Linked DNA regions of Canis lupus: region 1 is linked to region 2. The links are chromatin contacts, called in public Hi-C maps. All regions are on one chromosome and are shown on one strand. Each heading gives the region's core, a stretch centred on a gene start, on an enhancer-like site or on the middle of the called end of the contact. The rest is flanking DNA. Distances are from core to core; before and after follow the strand shown. Region 1 overlaps ANO6 (anoctamin-6). Region 2 overlaps ANO6 (anoctamin-6).

The links. Hi-C and Micro-C count contacts between places; a contact is called where the count stands out from the background.
Region 1: a contact with region 2 is called in a Hi-C map of tumor fibroblasts, with 8 times the contacts expected there. The contact joins two enhancer-like sites. A contact is called at or near these places in 2 of 9 Hi-C or Micro-C datasets (amygdala and tumor fibroblasts).

Annotation. Positions count from the first base shown.
Region 1 is chr27:37,561,703-37,567,498 of UU_Cfam_GSD_1.0, reverse strand. All of the region lies in intron 3 of ANO6 (anoctamin-6), which reads right to left. Among named protein-coding and RNA genes, the nearest start is that of ANO6, 80 kb to the right of the region's middle. Within about 2 kb of position 2,713, at least 3 of the 20 cell types and tissues checked have an H3K27ac peak or open chromatin away from gene starts, as enhancers often do.
Region 2 is chr27:37,492,509-37,498,297 of UU_Cfam_GSD_1.0, reverse strand. The region is part of intron 1 of ANO6 (anoctamin-6); the gene reads right to left. Among named protein-coding and RNA genes, the nearest start is that of ANO6, 11 kb to the right of the region's middle. Within about 2 kb of position 2,832, at least 10 of the 20 cell types and tissues checked have an H3K27ac peak or open chromatin away from gene starts, as enhancers often do.

The DNA.
Region 1 (5,796 bases), core at 1,464-3,963, 69 kb before region 2:
ATACTGAACGGGAGAAGCCTAGTACTTTCTTTGTTCTGGACACACAGGCATGAATGCAACCTAGACTTGCATTAAGTTTTTGACATTATTGTTACATGCTTGATTCATACTAAATTTAATTAGGCAAATACCTAGCATTTCCACATGATCAGTCATTAGCCTCAGCTCTTACAATCTGTACTTAGGCAGCGGATATTTGTGAATTAGGGAGCAGGCGCTTACTTTAATTCACATTGATTTTTGTCTCCTCTAGAAATTGATTTCTAGCCATTGTTCCACAGTCTTGGTAAGATCAATTGCCCAGATAAGTATCCTCACTAGGTCCACATTTCCTCATTCTGTATTTAAATGCAATTTTTTCACATCATTTGCTAAAATCAAAACATATAAAAATGTGTCAACTATACTTCAATTAAAAAAAAACACAAAAATGTGGCTTTTCCTTGTTCTACCATTATAATCACCCCATTTAAAAAAAAAAAAAAAAAAAGGTAATGTGCTCAGTTAGTTTGACATGACTTATTTTTACTGAATTCACATTGGCTCCTGATGACCTTTCCTTTTTTCTAACATTCACAAACCATCTGCTTAAAAATCTCATTCTGTAATATTCCTGGAGATTAATACTCCAGTGTCAATATCTCCATTTATCAGAATGTAGTCTATGTCCAACTTCTACCCTAACCCATCCCTTCTGGAAAACTGTCACATTTGTCCTTCTATTCTGGTACTTGTCTCGGCCCCCATATCACCTCCACATTACCATGAGCAAATCCACATGTTCTTTTAATACCCTGGTTGATACATAATCCTTCTAGCTAAGAAATTTAAACTCATTTGGGATAATGATATTTCTTTCTACAATAGTTTCATGCAGCATAGGCTTCTACAGCTCCTTTCCAGGGTTTGAAACTTTTCAATCAAAATTTAAAAAAAAATTTTTTTTAAATAAAGTTCACCTTCATTAACAGAAAAGTCAAAAGAAATATAGAAGCTGATAAGCTCTTTATCCTGTTTTTCTCAAACCATTAAATTGTCTTTCTCAAGTTTTAGATCACTGCTTCAAAATCTAACATAAATCAAAATCAATCCTCCTCTTGCTCATCAGACTAAGAATTTTTTCCATAAGCTTCCACTCGCACACTCACTCTGGACTTTACTTTCATTCTAAAATTTTAGTAATAATGGAAAAAATAAGATTGGAGTGTTCCGGAGGATTATTAGTATGGAATGTGATAATTTTCTTAACTCTCTGAGTTAAACTGGCCTTAGCTGGGCTGGCCTGGCTGGGCCCAGAAGTCCCATTACCATTTATGACTGTTTCTCTGGGAAAATACATTCTGCATTCCGAAGAAGTGACTCAGAAAGAAATCTCTGACTGAGACTTCGCGTGCTGGACTGCCTATTTTTGCTCCTACCCCTCCAATCCTAACAAATCCACAAATGTAGCTCCTGAATCAGTCACGTAAAGCAAATGTGTAGGTCCCTTTCCCTCCATATTCAGGCAAAGTACACACTCCCTCACCTTTTGCTCCTGAATGCACGAAATGCTTTCAAAGTTGAAATGCCATGCAAATTCCTACCACAGCAAATGGGTCAACTCAGCAGTTCTTACTAGCCCATCTTTGGTCTCATTTTTCCTTTTGAGAGTTCTTTTGCCAAATCCACGTTCCTTTGTTTGGTTTCCTTTTTTGGGTGAGTTTCTTTTCTCTTTTAGTTTGGTGAGCTTAGTGCCAAAAGCCACAAAGCAAAGCCATCCTATTTTTTTGTAGGAGACTCAAAAGTACAAATCCAAGTAAAGAAAAGCTTGAGCAAAAGGATCCTGCCTTATTCCCAGTCTTCCAGGTCCTGAAGATCCTTGGTCCCTTAGTAACTGGACACCAGCGATGTTCTCCCTTTTATGCACTAACTTCCATGGTCCCACCCTGGACCTTGTCATCACTTGAAAAGTTCTCTTTCCAAAATCACTTATCAGAAATCTCCCTTTCTGAGCACAACTACCATCTCCTTCTCATTTCACAATGACCTCAGTGCCCCAGGACTTTTTCTCCCAATCTGCAGATTCGAGCTTTTATAAGGTTACATTTCCCAAGCTCATTATTTAGGGAGCACTCTTGCCAATATTTTGCACTTTCCATCATGACCAGCTGGCAAAGCCCCAATTCAGGGGGAAGCCTATGATCTGCTTTCTTGGTGTCTGAGGGATACTGGAGAAACTACAGCAGGGAAGGTTGGTGTTGTTGTAAATTCAGACTCATCAGCCCCATTCAGGCCCTCACCACTGCCCAGACATCCTAGTACTTTTCCTCGGGTTTTCCAAGCCAGCTTGGTCTCTAGCTCTCCACAACAGCTTCAAAGTGCCAACAACAACAACAACAACTCCTCCTCCTCCTCCTCCCCCCCCCCCCCCCCCACTGAGGCCTCAGCACTCTGTTCTCTTCACTCTCAGTAGCTGAAAATGGAAGCTGCTGGACGCAAACTCCCTCTGCTTCTCTCCAGCAAATCCATAAGCCAGTAGCATCCACCTGCTGCTCCTCCCATCTAACGTGGACTCCTTCACATCTACACACCACTCCACGCCCATTTCAAAGCCACTCTTCTCTCTCTGTGTTCCCCTCACACAGATTCTTCTCATCGATATTTAAGTGTGTTCAGAGCTCCACCCGACAGAAGGATGTCATTTCTGGTTCTCAGTCTCTTCCACTCACTGCTCTCTCATCCTCCAGCCCTTGACAGTCAAACCCATGGAAAGAGAGGTCAAGATCTCCTATTTTTTTCTCCTGCTTATTCCACAATCCACTCCAGACTGGGTTACAGTGGCATCCCCAGCACTCCCTAGAAGCAGCTCTATATAAGGACATCAGTGACCCGACCCTAAGGCTTTCTCGGTATTCATTTAACTCCCTGGTTCTTAAATGAGGAGACATTTAACAATGTCTGGGCATATTTGGTTATCACAGCTGGAGAGAGGGACCTCTGCACCTCCCAGGTAGAGGCCAGGGATGCTGCTGAACAGCCTACAATGCACAGGGCATCTCCCACAACACAGAAATCCAGCCCACAAGGTCAGTGCTGCTGAGCCCCTACGCAGCACCCAAAACTACTCACCACGTCATCTGCTTCTTAGCTTCTATCCTGCCATCCTTCAGATTTCTCTTCTACCTCTCTGGTCATGTCTTTGACAGCCATCTACTGAACCCTGAGTCACTCCCCCTGCTTCATTAGAGATTTAATTCCTGTCTCACTGTTAAGGTCTCAAAGACTTTCTCCTGACATAACTACCTCCCCACCTTCCAACACCCTGTGCTCGCAACTCTACCCTGCCCCAGCCTCTCCTTCCAATGCTCATATCCTAGACCTTGTCTGTACTGGTTACTGTATTTCCTCCCTTAGTTAAAAAGATCCTGATTCTCCAACTACCTATTTTTCCAGTTTACTCTTGCCAGTACCCCAACTGCAAGAATTATGAAGCCCCACTCAGGTCTAACTCTCCTGATCCTATCGTCCCATCCTGCTCATATCCCTGGTCCTCTACTCTCTTACAAATATCCTGAACCTCTCTCAGCCTTGTCTTACTTCACTGCAGTAACTTACAGAAATCCCCAAATTGGTTAAATCAAACGTGTTGCCTACTGTACACCTGCTTCCCCAAACTGGACTTGAATGGGAAAAGCACACACCCGTCATGACCACAAACCTCAAGTGGGCTCTTAGCATTGCCAGGACATTTCCCAGAGTACTGGCTCCCAGATGACTGTCTCATACCTTCTCCTCTCTCTTTAGGTCTCTTCATCTCTTCTTCCTTCCTCAATCTTAACTAATTAACTAATCTTGCTTCTCACTTAACTGGTAAACAAGAAGCAATCAAGAAAAAACTGCAACAAGCTCCTACGAGCAAAACTACTGAACTTGGGTCCCAATACACTGGTTTCCCTACTTCCAAGAATGAACTGTCTCTACAGCTGTGGGGGGTATCCAACCTCTCCACTTATGGACCAGATTCCATCCCTTTCTTGCCTTCTCAAGGATGTCATTCCAGAAATCCTTCCTTCTCACTCCTGCATCATCAGAATTTTTCTCCCTACTGGATTAATTTCCACCACCTTATAAACAGAAACTTCTGCCTTTTTTTTTTTTTTTGGCCCCCTGTACACAGCTGGTATAGGCTTGGAGACTGAACACCACATTGAGACAGACAGTTTGCCTAGCAGGGCATGCCAGGCAGTATTCTAGGGCCTATAACACTTGCTTGACAGGCATGCCACTGGGGCAGGGGGTCTTGTCCTAGGCTTGTCACACCCAAGTGTCCTAGAGGCTCCCTGGTTGGAGGTCCTGGGCAGCATGGGCTACAGTATGTGGACTCAGCTCACATCATTCAGGCCTGGGTGGCATGCCCAGGCAGGTCAAAGGCCTTCTGGTGCACATCAGAGTTGTATTTCAGCTGCATCCGTTCCAGCTGCTGCACGGGCTTCTGGAAGTTGGTGCTCAGATTTTTGCTGCACAACATGAAGCCTATCTGGTCACTGGGGTAGGTGGGGATGGTACAGTAAGCAGTAGCCACCACAGGGATAGTGACTTGTAAAATTGCCCCATCTCCTTGATGGGGTCCCCCCAGGCACAGCCACTGACACTCGCCCTGGCAAATGACACTCACCATCACCCTTGAGAGCCACCTTCATGACCTGATAATAGGGCTCTTCAAAGAGACTCTTGGCAGGACCTCTGGGGTCTGAGGAGTCAGTGATGGTAACAGTGAAGGCATGCTGGCTCTGTTCCATGAACTCAAAACCATCACCCACGCGTAGGGTCAGCTTGGAGCTGCAGCCGTCCACAGCCATGCCTGGCAGGAACTTTACTTAGAGACCTGGATGACGTCCTTGTCAGTCTCACACTGGATCACAGGCAGATTTCATGCAGGAATGCTTCACCACCTCCTGCAGAACACCCCCCTCCCCAGCCCTGATGATCAGTATCTTGCATGGGCTGGGTTGGCTGCAGAGGGGCAGGTTGGCTATCATCTCCTGGTAGAACTCAACCCTCTCTGGATGACACCATCCAACACTAGCATGTTGCCATAACTCTTACTGCAGAAGACAAGGATAATCCCGGCCAGGCTCCAGGAAGGCAGGTGGTGTAGAGCCTGGACGGAAGGCCGCATAGAAGCAGCATCACAGGACGAGCTCCGCCCACCGCCCATGCTACAACCTCACCTGGCCAGGGTAGGGGCAATTCCTGCCATCTTCCCACTAACTAAATAGAAAACCTCCTTTCATCCTAATATATAATAACCTCTCGTTCTGCATTCATGTTCAGAAAAAAAAAATTAAAAGTGTTATCTAAATGCTGCATATCCAATTCCTTTTCTCTCGTATTGTGTTCAATCCGCTTTATTTTGTATTTCACCATTCAGCTGAGACTTCTCTTGCCAAGGTCTCTTCCACACTGCTAAATCCAATTTCCCATCCTCATGAGCAGATTCGGTCATTCCCTCCAACTTTATACCTTCCTTCATTTGGCTTCCAGGATTCTCCTCATTTTCCTGCAATCTCACTGCTCCTCCCTCTCAGCCTCCTCTGTGGATTCTTGCTCAGGTCCCTGACTTGTGAGCACTGGAGTCCCCATGGCTCAGTCCAGGGTGTCTTTATCTCCCCCCTTGCTGTTTGCAGTCAGTGCCCGAGATTTAAACGCCACCTGTGTGCTGACAACCCCCACATCTCTGGCTTGACCCCTCTCTTTAACTCCAGACCCATATATTTTACTGTATGTTGACATCTCTGCTTGGATGTCTCAAACTTC
Region 2 (5,789 bases), core at 1,583-4,082:
TAAAGGAGAAAACAGAAGTAGAGTTAGTAAATCTGGGGACACGAGGCAGGCCATTATCAGGGTGTGCCACAAGCAGGGGCAGGGAGCACCACCGGGGGTGCAGGGAGGACTTCACATCCAGGGGAGGAGGGCAAATAGAAGACATCTCTGAGTAAGATGGAATGTGAAGAATAAAGAGTCTGGGGAATAAATAATAAAGAACGAAGAATAATAAACGTCCTAAGCATGTTTCTGAGAAAGGGGTTTGGGCAACTTGGCGGGGGGCCGGCTGGGGTGGGGGGTAGGACAGGCCAAATCATCAAAACTGGAAACACAAAGACAAGGTTAATGCTGGACTGCTACTAAATGCTGAAGTTTAAAATCCTTCCTGGCTGGAGTCAGAATGGGTTGCAGAGACTGTTGTGTGGCTGAGCCAAGAGGTGGGAATCAAGGGGGATGAGGGGTGGGAGAGGAGTGGGGTCTGTGGAGGCTGGAATCCAGGCAGAGTAAAAGCCTGCTTTAACCCAAGCAGTGCAGATGACTAACAGTGGAAAGCAGACTCAAAAAATCATGAGTCATCCTGAAGGGAAATAACGTCAGCGTCAATAACTTCTCTGGGAACTTGGAACACATGTGCTTGAACAAATATTTTGGAATCTAATATCCTGCACCAGGATTGAATCGCTCCTTCATTTCGGATAGGTCACCCTTACTTTTCTGTTCTCAGAGCTCTTCAGTTACCAAATGAGGCTGATAATATCTGTTTAGAATATTTTTAATCAGTGAAAAACATCAATAAGAGCTGACCTTCTGGAAAAATCACGGATTACGCTTGAACTCCCTGCATGGAAGGAACGCATCCACAAAAAAAATCCACTTTGGGCTGGTATCAGACTCATCAGTAAGATCGCCAGTGGGCTAACGCTCACAATGAACACGCAGGCATGTTGCACAATCACAGCACGGCAATTAAAACCTGAATTTCTATAAAATGAGAGAGGAGTTACTTCTTACACATTCCCTTCCATCTTAAGAAAACACTGGCTTTCCTCCTATTAGGGGCAAGGCATTGCATAAAATGAAATGCTAAAGGGATTATTAAAATAACTAAAAAATACCTGACTTTAAAGGAAAAATAAAATTAAAAGGTTAAGTATTATTAGTTTGCTATCTATGAGAGATGTACTAGTTCATGATTTAATTCAAAATATTAGGGAAAAACAAACAAACAAGACATTGGGGCAGCCTGGGTGGCTCAGTGGTTTAAGCGCCTGCCATGGGCCCAGGGCGTGATCCTGGAGTCCTGGGATCGAGTCCCATGTTGGGCTCCCTGTATGGAGCCTGCTTCTCCCTCTGCCTGTGTCTCTGTCTCTCTCTTTCTCTCTCTCTCTCTGTATGTCTATCGTGAATAAATAAAATTTTTTAAAAAATCAAAATATTTTTCCAGATATTCTTATATATAAAATATAATGGACTATGACTGATATCCAGAAAACACGGCTGAATCTCCGAAAATATTATGGTAAGAAGCCAGGCGCACAAGAGACTACATTCTGTAGGATTCTATTTACATGCAGCTCAAGAACAGGGAAACCAATTTATTGTAGGAGTCATTCAGTGTTCCCCTAGACTGGGGGAGGAAGACATCCCTTGAAAGAGCAATGGAAGTGTCCTCTGGTTGTGGGTGATGATTATAAAATTTGTCAAAAGTTAACAAACTGAACGGCTATCTTTGCATTTTACTGTATGTAAAATATGCCCTTTAAATGTAAAAAAAAAAAAGAAAAAAAGAAAAAAAACCACAAAAAACAAAAACCAAAACACCACAGGATTCCATAAACGTGCTAAAAATAGAGGGTTCAGGTAAAAGCATGGCCAAGGGGTGCTGGTACCATCTTTTATACTTGATCTCAGTGGCATTTATAAAGAAAATATTCCTGATTTGGAAGGAATAAGATGCAATGGCTAAAACAATAAGTTTAGTAACACAATTACATTGGTTGCTGGACTTCATTTATGTATGAAAGACTTTAACACAGAAAAGAAACAGGATTTTTTAAGAGTAAATGAAAACAGAATTTGCATCCATTTCTTTCTGCCCTAGCAACTGAAAACAAACCAAGTTTTAATTTGCATCTTCATTCGTATTCTAGTACCAGGGTACTTTGGCTTTTTACACAGAAGGACTTCTAGAGTGTAAGAGTATAGTATTAGGACCTCTCAGGAGGAAGGTCTCCAACGGAGCCCCACAGGGTTCCTGTGGGGCTTTCCCACCGTCACACAAATTCTGACTCATGCCTCAAGGGCTTGGTTATGAGACCCAGCCAAAATCAGGCCCTTCAAATGAGTCACATCCCTTAGCAAAGCAGGGCAGGGTGAATGGAGAATCAGTTCCTGGCTGAAAACCCAAGAAAGGCCCTCTTTGCTAGCTGCCTGCCCCATTCAAGTGAGGAGAGAAAAACGTGGAACATGAGGACAAGATGGACCTGCTCCTTCACTCTTTCCTCCTCCGCTGTCAACACAGGCAAAGTGCACAGCATTGCCCGCAGCCCAATCTCTCAGGCCCGTCTTTAACTTAAGGAAGGGAGAGTATTGTGCTAAATTGAGCTACAAAGGAAGAGTTAAAGGGAACTGGGAGCGACCTACAGAATTTTGTGGCTTTCCAACTTGGTGCGAATAGTTTGGCCAATCTACCAAGGAGCAGAGGGGCACAGCACCAAACAGCAACAGAGCTACTTCCTCACTTTAGCAAGTGCACTAACAGCTGTAAAAATCAATATAAACAAAGCTTCTGCCTGGAGGGCTGCCCCAGCACAGCCCAAGTGGAGTTGTGAGCCTGAAAACACTTGTGCTTGACACATGAATCTAATGTTCGTTTTGAGCCTTCTCATAGGCCTTTTTAAAGATGACACTCTAAGGCCATGTTATTTTTAGAATTATGAAAATAACAGCTGTACTTGTCAGCGATCCTCCAGGGAGGGCCCTTCTCCTTGAACTGGCTTTGGAAACACCCAAGGCCTGGTCTCAACTGTGCTTATCCTGCTTCAGTCTCTTTTTTCACAATCTTTAAATACAATTTGGTGGTAATCTTTTTTTTTTTTTTTTTTTTTTTTTTGTGGTAATCTGTCAGCATGTCTGTCTTCCCTGCCAGTCAGTCTCCTCGTTGGGGGCAAGAGGCCATTTCTGTCTTGCATACTGTTGAGTTCCTAGCACAGAGCACAATGCCTGGCACGTAGAAGGTGCTGAACAGACACCGGGTGAATGAATGGATTTCTGCATTGCTGGTTTTTATTTTATCATTTATCAGAAAACAAGTTTCATAAAGCTGAAATATGCTCTCCTCTCTCTCTGTTCTACATCCTCAGACCTCAAATACTACATGACCCACAAGAGGTCTTCAGTAAAGATTGTGAGAAGACATCAATTTGGTGCTCTATGCTCAGCGAAATCTCTAGGCACATCCTTTTTATTTTGTTTTGAGAGAGAGAGAGAGCACACTCGCACATGCTCAAGCAAATGGAACAGGCAAGGACAGGAGGAGGGCAGAGGGAGAGGCAGACAGAGAATCCTCAAGCAGGCTCCACACTCAGCACAGAGCCTGACACAGGGCTTGATCTCATCACCCTGAGATGACCTGAGCCGAAATCTAGAGTCAGACGCTCAGTGGACTGAGCCACACAGGCATCCCTACACACGTCTTTTTAAAAGAGCAACAACGGTCCTGATGTCTGAAGCCCACTAGTAGCAAATTCCACAATCAGCCTTCAAAGGGATTTTTGTGCGTGTGCCAAATAACTTAGTCAAGATTGTGACTGAACTCTTCAAAATAAGTATCTTGGAGTATGAAACAAGCCACTAGCCACAGTTTAGGCAACTGTAATTCTCAGGAAAACCATGATTACCCCATTGCTCAAAAGCCATTTACTGTGTTGCTGACCCTTAGAGTAGATGACAAGGCCTGTTAGAAATGTTCACATCTCCTCTATGATTTGTAAGCTGCAATGTGCTGGTTATAGAAGCATGCACCCCACAGCTACTAAATGCTATTTAAATGGAATAAGGAAATATGAGACAGTCTGACAATCTGGAATACAGGATGAAATCCATGGACAACAAGAACTACAATTCTAAGTGCAGTAACCAAAGATGACATTTTCACTTTTATTGGAGAGTCACTTCTAATGAACACCTAACTACAGAGCAAATAATTTTAACCCTGGAGATAAAAACAGCTTTCCTCCTTTCATTTTTGCTTTAATCTGCCCAAACGGAATAGGACATCTAACTTTTCTTAGGGTTGATGCTGCTGGGGGGCCGGGGGGGGGGGTTGTTTAAGATCTAGCAGCTGGGTATAGGCATATCACTCCCAAACTTCAAACACACAAAAGGAAATATATCATTTCATATACCTATTTTGTAAATTAGGTAGAGATTGTTTTATTTTTTATATCACTAAATTCAAAACAATTCAAACCATAAAGGTAATGATTTGTGTGCTCATCTTCAGTTTCATCATCTTGCTCTGTATCATATTCATGTCTTTTTTTAAAGTCTTTTTTAATATTTTTTAAAGATTTTGTTTATTTATTCATGAGAGACACAGAGAGAGGCAGAGACATAGGCAGAGGGAGAGGCAGGCTCCATGCGGGGAGCCCAACGCAGGACTCGATCCCAGGACTCCAGGATCACAGCCTGAGCCAAAGGCAGACACTCAACCACTGAGCCACCCAGGTGTCCCCATATTCATGTCTTTTAACAGGTTTTATTAGACTTCAAACTTCTCAATAATACTTAGTAAAGAGAAATTTTAGTCCTGTGGGCAAATGAGACATTTCAGAATTTTTCTATTTAAAATAACTGACTATTCAAATCATAAGTAAATACTATATATTTATTTTAAAACTGCATATTTTAGGAGCGCCTGGGTGGCTCAGTCGGTTAAGCATCAGACTCTTGATTTCAGATCAAGTCATGATCTCAGTGTTATGAGCCCCTTGTCTGCTTCTCTCTGCTTCTCTCTCCCTCCACCCCATCCCTCCTCCCACTAGTGCACACGCACTCCCACTCTCTCTAAAATAAATACAAATGCATGTTTCCTTAAATGTTTACCTTATTAAAATTTCACAGGATCAATATTAAGAACACTACTCTTTAGATTCTTTTTTTTTATAATTCTTTTTTTTTATAATTCTTTTTTTTAAGATTTACTTATTTATTCATGATAGAGAGAGAGAGAGGCAGAGACACAGACAGAGGGAGAAGCAGGCTCCATGCAGGGAGCCCGATGTGGGACTCGATCCCGGGACTCCAGGATCGCTCCCTGGGCCGAAGGCAGGCGACAAACCGCTGAGCCACCCAGGGATAGGGATCCCTACTCTTTAGATTCTAATTCGAGATACTTTTAAAATCTTAAAGTTGCTAGATTAAGAAATGCTCTTATTTCTTCTGCATTTCTTTAGTGTAAAAGCTATCAAAGTATCATTTAAATTTCATTATGAATCTTTATAGTATATTCTCTTACCTTTGTTACTAAAATTATATATATTCAAAGGGATGATACTGTTGTGAAATGTATCTACTGGAAAATCTAACTTAAGTTACACTAGTCACTGTGTATTTCTCCACTTTTGGTTGCTTTACAAATGACTCCATTATTTGTTGGTCTATTATGTGCCAGGAACTGTCCCTTGTCCTTTTATATATTATTAAGCCTTATAACAATTCTATAAAGTATCATTACCCTTTCTATATTACCTCTATGACATTTTTCTGATACGGAAGCCAAGGCTCCAAAGTTATAAAAACCTGCC